Linked DNA regions of Sus scrofa: region 2 is linked to region 1. Evidence: chromatin contacts called from public Hi-C data. All regions are on one chromosome and are shown on one strand. Each heading gives the region's core, a stretch centred on a gene start, on an enhancer-like site or on the middle of the called end of the contact. The rest is flanking DNA. Distances are from core to core; before and after follow the strand shown.

Region 1 (3,674 bases), core at 650-3,149:
ACTCCAGCCATACCAGATTTCTTTGTACTGATCTTCACTGGCTGCTAAGCTTTTTTTTTTTTTTTTTTTTTTTTGTCTTTTTGTCTTTTTTTTGTTGTTGTTGTTGTTGTTGTTGCTGCTATTTCTTGGGCCGCTCCCGCGGCATATGGAGATTCCCAGGCTAGGGGTTGAATCAGAGCTGTAGCCACCGGCCTACGCCAGAGCCACAGCAACGCGGGATCCGAGCCGCGTCTGCAACCTACACCACAGCTCACGGCAACGCCGGATCGTTAACCCACTGAGCAAGGGCAGGGACCGAACCCGCAACCTCATGGTTCCTAGTCGGATTCGTTAACCACTGCGCCACGACGGGAACTCCTGGCTGCTAAGCTTTTACACATGCTGTTCTCTCTAGGTATATCGTCTCTCAACTGACCTGGCCAATTTCTATGCTACTTTTAGGTCCCTGCTTCCTCCTGGAAGCCTTTCCTGGCCACTACTCCCAAAGTCTAGGGATCCTCCTCTGGGCTCCCGAAACCTCTTTCTAACTTTCTATCACAAGACTCATCACACTTAGCTATTAATTACTACCTAACCCTGGGAGCTGGGAGGTCCCAGAGAGCAGAGAACAAATCTCATTCATTTCTACATTCTTCATATCTCCCATTCTAGAACATGACAGGTGTTTTACACGTAAAATGACATGTGGCCTGTTACTTCTCCAACCTAATCACTTGCCATATGTGGCACCAGCACTTCGGGCAGGAACAATGCCAACCTACTTTCAAGTGACAGAGAACAGCACACTTCTACTGTGAGCTATAAAGTCAACTCTTTCTGCCCTTTAACTTGTGTGACCTTGGGCAAGTCAAATTCATGTCTCTGGGCCTCCAATTCCACCTCTATAAAATAAGGATAAAAATACCTCTCAGAGGTGGTGAGACATAAAGGCATAACTTAATTGCACATCTGCAGCCCATGCCCCCTTTAAGGGTGGGCAAAGAGCATTGTGGTTAAGACCCTAAAATCAGAGTCTGACCCATCTTTGGCCTGGCCAGGTATCTTTGAACACCTGGAAGCTTCTTAAGTTCTGGGAGCTTCCACTTCCTCATGTGTAAAATGAGAAAAATAGTATCTATTATAGAACCTATCTCCGTGTCTGTTGTGAGGATCAAATGTGGTAACATAAATAAAATGCTCGCCTAGCACAACGTAGGGGCCTCTGTGGGGCCCAACATAAATCGGCAGTCGACAAAAACGATGAGACAACAGCCTTGTCTCAATATAAATAAGCAATAAAGCAGCCTATACATCTTACTGGGTGACTACAATGTGTCAGAAGCGGTATTGAGCGCTTCACGTGGATTATCCTATTTAATCCTCACACAACCAGGAGGCAGGTTCTATCACCGCCACTTCACAGGTGACAAAGCTAAGGCTGGAGGGGAAGAGGGGTGACTTGGCCAAGATCACAAATGAGTAAGCAAGGGGCTAGGGTGCGAATTACAACAGTCTGATTCCAGAGAACGCGCCATAACCACTGCTCTATCCTCCCCTTGAACACCGCGCATTCCTGGGGCCCCCCTGCCCCTCCAGCTCCATACGCGGCCCGTGGGCCTGGGCACAGGCCACTTTCTCCCGGGGCACCGCTCACCTCCCGCAGTCAGAGTGACTGGCGTCTAACGGCTGAAGAACCTCTCAGCTGCCCCAGATCCCGGTTCAGCAGTCTGCGACTGCGCACGCTCACGCGCAACTTCCGTTCCTCCGCGATTTCGGTCCGGGATGTTCCGGCGGAAGTGCGTTACTGTGCCCTCCGGGTGGGTCCAAGCTCCCGGCCTGGAAGTCCCTGCGCTGAACCGTTTGATAACTTCTATCCGGCGTGCAGCAACGACGCGCTTGAAATGTGGTGAATGCAAATTAAATGTGTTCTAAATATAAAATACACACCGGATGTCTAAGAAGGAATGCAGCCTGTCTCGTCAATAATTTTATATTGATTATGTACTGAGATAATATTTGGAATTTGGAAGGCTAAATATATTATTTTAGTTTCACCTATGGAGTTCTCTTGTGGCGCACAGATTTAGGATCCCGCCTTGTCACTGCAGCGGCTTGGGTTGGTGCTGTGGCACAGGTTCCATCCCTGGCCTGGAAAATTCCACATGCCGTGGTTGCAGGGGGAAAAAAAAAGAAAAAAAATAGTTTCACCTGTTTCTTTTTACTATTTTAATGTGACTGCTGCTTTTCAGGGCTGCACCTGCAGCATATGGAAGTTCCCAGACTAGGGGTTGAATCAGAGCTGCTGCTGCGGGCCACAGCCACAGCTACAGCCACAGCCACACAGAATCCAAACTGCATCTGTGGCCTATACCACAGCTAATGGCAACACCAGATTCTTAACCCACTGAGCCAGGCCAGGGATCTAACCCAAGTCCTCATGGATACTAGTCCAGTTCATTACTGCTGAGCCACTACAGGAACTCCGACTACTGGGAAATTTTTAATTATGTGGCTCATTTTCTATTTCTATTGCATACTGCTGTGTTATGGGTTAAAGCATGAACTCCCCCTGGAGTTACAGACCCCTACTTCCCCTGCCTACCAGGTACATCCCCTTGAGTGCCTATCGACCATCTCTAACTTAATACAAAACTCTAATTTCTCACACACATCCTCATGCAAAACCTGTGCCTGCCCAGTCTTGCCCATCTCAATAAATGACCCAAACATCCTCCCAGTTGCAGTAGAGGAACCTGAGTCATTTTTGTTCCCTCTCCCTCAGCCTCTGCACTCAGTCTATCTGCAAGTTCTGTCAACTCTATTTCTAAAATATCTCAAATCTGGAGTTCCCATCATGGCTCAGTGGTTAACAAACCCGACTAGCATCCATGAGGATGAAGGTTCAATCCCGTGCCTCTCTCAGTGGGTTAAGGATCCGGCATTGCCGTAAGCTGTGGTGTAGGTCACAGATATGGCTCGGATCCCATGTTGCCGTGGCTGTGGTGTAGGCTAGCAGCTATAGCTCCGATTCGACCCCTAGCCTGAGAACCTCCATATGCCATAGGTGCAGCCCTAAAAAGACAAAAACATAAAAATAAAATATCTCAAATCTTTCCACTTCCCATTCTTCCCCTTCTGCAACTCCAGCCCAGGCCACCATCATCTCCTCACAAACAGTTGCAATAAGGGAGTTCCCACTGTGGCTCAACTGGTTAAGAACTCTACAGAGTATCCATGAGGATGTGCTTCAATCCCTGACTCTGCTCAGTGGATTAAGGATCCCGTGCTGCCACAAGATGTAGCAGAGCAGCCCAGATCCAGCATTGCTGTGGTTGTGGCATGGGCCAGCAGCAGATTGGGCCCCTAGTCTGGGAACTTCTATAAGCTGCAGGTGCAGCCATAAAAAGAAGAAACAAAGAAACAATTGGAATGACCTGCTGGCTCCTTACTTCCCCCTTAATCTAGTCTTCTACAGACTATTGCCCACACAGTACCTGAGAGAGTTTATTTGGTTTTTTGTTTTATTAGATCATATCACTCTTGGTGAAAACTCCCTGTGGCTTGCCATTACCTTTGCAACAAAATCCAAATGCCCTACTGTGTCCTAGAACCTGCACAATCTGGTTACTGTTTACTTTTACTTCTCCAACCTACTTATTTCCTTACTACTTACTTCTCCTAGCATGTTCCCTCCA
Region 2 (3,674 bases), core at 566-3,065, 79 kb after region 1:
TCATTCATTCATTTTTTTTTTTTTTTGTCTTTTCTTTTTTTTTTTTGTCTTTTTGCTTTTTCTATGGCCGCTCCTGTGACATATGGAGGTTCCCAGGCTAGGGGTCGAATTGGAGCTGTAGCCGCCAGCCTACACCACAGCTCACAGCGACGCCGGATCCTTAACCCACTGAGCAAGGCCAGGGATCGAACCTGCAACCTCATGGTTCCTAGTCAGGTTCATTAACCACTGTGCCTCGACGGGAACTCCCTTGTCTTTTTTGTCTTTTCCAGGGCCTCACACATAGCATATGGAGGTTCCCAAGCTAGGGGTCTAATTGGAGCTGTTGCTGCCGGCCTCTGCCAGAGCCACAGCAATGCCAGATCCAAGCCACGTCTGCAACCTACACCACAGCTCATGGCAATGCCAGATCCTTAACACACTGAGCAATGCCAAGAATCGAACCTGCAACCTCATGGTTCCTAGTCGGATTTGTTAACCACTGAGCCACGAAGGGAACACCATGTTTATTCATTCTTTGTTTTTTTGTTTTGTTTTTTGCCATATCCGAGGCATGCAGAAGTTCTGTGGCCAGGAATATCATGCTATAGCAGTGACCTGACCCACAGCAGTGACAATACCAGATCTTTAAGACACTTAGCCACCAAGGAACTCCTCTTTGTCCATTTTTCTATCAAATTATTTTTCTTATTAGTTTTAAGGAGTTCTTTATTTTGAATATTCTTTGTTGAATATGTTGCCAATATTTTATCTCAGTCCTTTGCTTATAAAAGACAAGCAAATCAAGAGAACTTTGTTTACAGTATCTTTGTACATAGAGGAGTTTGGAATTATTAATCTCTTGCTTTAATTTTAATCCCTGTTTTTGAGACTTTGGGAGGCAGAATAGTTCAGAGTAGCTCAAAGAACTGGGTCTTAAGTCAGAGTTCCTCGCTTCCAATCCCACCTCTGCTTTTTGCTAACAATAACCAGTGGATAAGGTATTTGGTGGAAAAATCCCTTTTTGCATTTGTAGAAAAGTGAGAATGATGATATTTTTCTCTCTCATTGTGAGGATTAACTGTATGGCGTGTATAAAAATAGCTCTACATAATGATAGCCAACAATTATTAATTTTATGGAAATGACATTTTATTTTTATATTTTTATTTTTATTTTTTGCTTCTTGGGGCTTCGCCTGTGGCATATGGAAGTTCCGGCTAGGGGTTGAATAGGAGCTTCAGCTGGGGGCCTACAGCACAATCATAGCAATGCATGATCCTCTGAGCTGCGTCTGCAATTTACACCACAGCTCACGACAACACTTGCCCGATACTTAACCCATTGAGGGAGGCCGGGGATCCAACCGGCATCTTCATGAATACTAATCAGAGTTTGTTACCACTGAGCCATAATGGGAACTCCTGGAAATGGCATTTCAGACATTTGAAACACTGCAGGCCAAAAAGGGGAAGTGACTCGCCAAACGACAGGCATAAAAAACGACTAGACCTTAATCTCTACAACTCAGGTGAGGCGGTGTCCCTCCCCCCTAAGCTCCTCCCCCTAGGGCTCCGCCTCTGGGCTCCAGTCACTTTCCTCACCACAGCAGGAATCCCAGTGTCTGAAGATTGGGCCGTGCACGTGATGGGCGCGCGTGACGCAGGCGGGGCGGGACTGAGAAGCAGGATGCTCCGGGATAGGGTGGTAGGTTCGCGCGGAAGGGGCGGGGCAGGTCAGGGGGTTGGAGTTTAGTGGGAACTCGTCTTGGGGCCGGGCTTCCGCGTGCGTTGGCCTGGCAGGCGAGAGCGCGCGGCGGGGCGTGCCAGGCGAACGGGGCGGGGCCATCTGGGGGGCGGGGCGGCGCGCGGCCTAACGGTGGCGTTGGCGGCGGCAGCAGCGGCGGCTCTGGGGTTGGAGAGCTTGGCGGCTTCAGGTCCCGCGGAGGCTCCTGCGAGGGACCCGGGCCGCCGGTGGAGGCGGAGGCGCTTGGCGTTGGCGCTCGGCGATGGTGGGCGTCCCCGGAGCGGCCGCCTTCCAGCGTAAGCGGGGCGGGAAGGCGGGCGGCTGAGGGGGGCGTGTGAGGGGCCTGCGGCTCCACAAGCGCGAGCTCCCGGGAGGCCCCCAGCGCGAGGCCGGGGTGGTAAACTGAGGCCCCAAGAAGGGCGGCAGATCCAAGGTCATGAGGCAGGCCGGGCCTTCCTGGGCTCCCGTGGCCGCCCGAGCGTCTCCTGCACTGCTCGAGGGCTCGGAGCTCATGGACTGAGCGAATCTGTGGGGACCGCGGCCTCGCAGCCGCGGCCGGGCTGGCGTCCATCGAACTTGCCCGCGGACAAGGATTGTTTTGTTCTCCCGGCTCCGGGGCCACAAAGTCCGACCCTGGAGAAGTAGTACACACGCCCAATTTCGAGGGGTGTGTGGCGGATGGTATAGGAAGCGAGGATGTTGCCTCCGAGGGGCCTGTTGAGTGCCGACTCAGGGGTTGGTCTGCCTGGGTTTCCATCCCGGTTCCCCCACTCACAGGCTGTGACCTTGGGTCTCTTCGAGCCTCGATTTCCCCTTCTGCAAAATGAAGATGTAAAGAGCATCTTCAGCCCCTCCCTACCCCAGTTGTGGGTTTTGTGTGTCCAAGTGGGAGGCTTGGCATGGACTTTAGCACATACACAAGTGTGGAAATTGTCATTACTATAATCGCTAATAAACCTCGTCCAGGGTGAACCTCACTTGGAAAAGCTTTAGATTGGTCTCTGGTTTTTTGTTTGTGTGAGATTTTAATTTTGTCTTTGGTTAGTCCTGCTTTATGATCCAATTGCTTTTCTTACCTCCATTTTTCCTTTTTAGCATTTATCTACTGTTCCTCCTAGAATCATAAGATCTTTGGGGGCGGGGTGGGTCTCTTAATAACAACGATAAAATTTTAATTGTTTCTTGTTACAGTAGCAATAATAGCCAACATTTTTTTTTGAGCAGTAGGCTTTTTGCATTCTATTCATTTAATATTTATTAAATCATCTATTAAGTAAAAAGTACCATTTTGGCTCTGGGAATATAGGAACAACTAGATAGACCAAACTCAAGCTTCGAGTTTATTTGGGAGGAGGGGGAAGAGACATGTTAAATGGGGAAACAAATCCATTTTGCATGTTTTTTTTCTTTAATCCTGATTATGGTATAAATAAGAGTTAAGTATTTGTGTAAGCCCATTTTGTAGAGGATGACACTGAGGAACAGAAGGAACCCTGTGGATCCAGCCTCAGAGCCCATGTTCTTCCACACATAAAAGGGACACTTTCCATAGCCTCTCTTTGTTTGATACCCATTAAAGGTTGGATTGAGGAAATGCAAAGTTGCTGCTTTTGATAGTTTGATCCATTCCTCTTGGAGCTTAGGTCTGACAAAGGTACACTATCTTTGTATAGTGAAAGGACCTTTTATCAGAACTTAAATTTTTTATACCCACATCTCTTTTATGCAGTGTTCAGTTTAAAATAGGCCCTAACATACAATTCTTGGTTCTGTTATGTAACTGAAGTTTGTTTTGTTTATTTATTTATAGTGTTCCTAAGAGAATTCTATATTACATTCCCAGGCAATGTGCTTAGTATACTTTGTCTCTTAATCTGGAAGCATATAGTAAGTTACATTAAAATGTTGAGAGGATTTTTTTTCAGTGAGGTTTTCATGTTACAGTTAGA

The links. Hi-C and Micro-C count contacts between places; a contact is called where the count stands out from the background.
Region 2: a contact with region 1 is called in a Hi-C map of skeletal muscle, with 2.5 times the contacts expected there. The contact joins the promoter of CBFA2T2 here to the promoter of CDK5RAP1 in region 1. A contact is called at or near these places in 4 of 47 Hi-C or Micro-C datasets (heart right ventricle, psoas muscle and skeletal muscle).

What each region holds. Positions count from the first base shown.
Region 1 is chr17:36,909,445-36,913,118 of Sscrofa11.1, forward strand. It overlaps CDK5RAP1 (CDK5 regulatory subunit-associated protein 1), which reads right to left and starts at 1,900. Exons shown (of 13, transcript XM_013985267.2): 1 at 1,634-1,900.
Region 2 is chr17:36,988,260-36,991,933 of Sscrofa11.1, forward strand. It overlaps CBFA2T2 (protein CBFA2T2), which reads left to right and starts at 1,816. Exons shown (of 11, transcript XM_021078106.1): 1 at 1,816-2,021. The coding sequence starts at 1,988.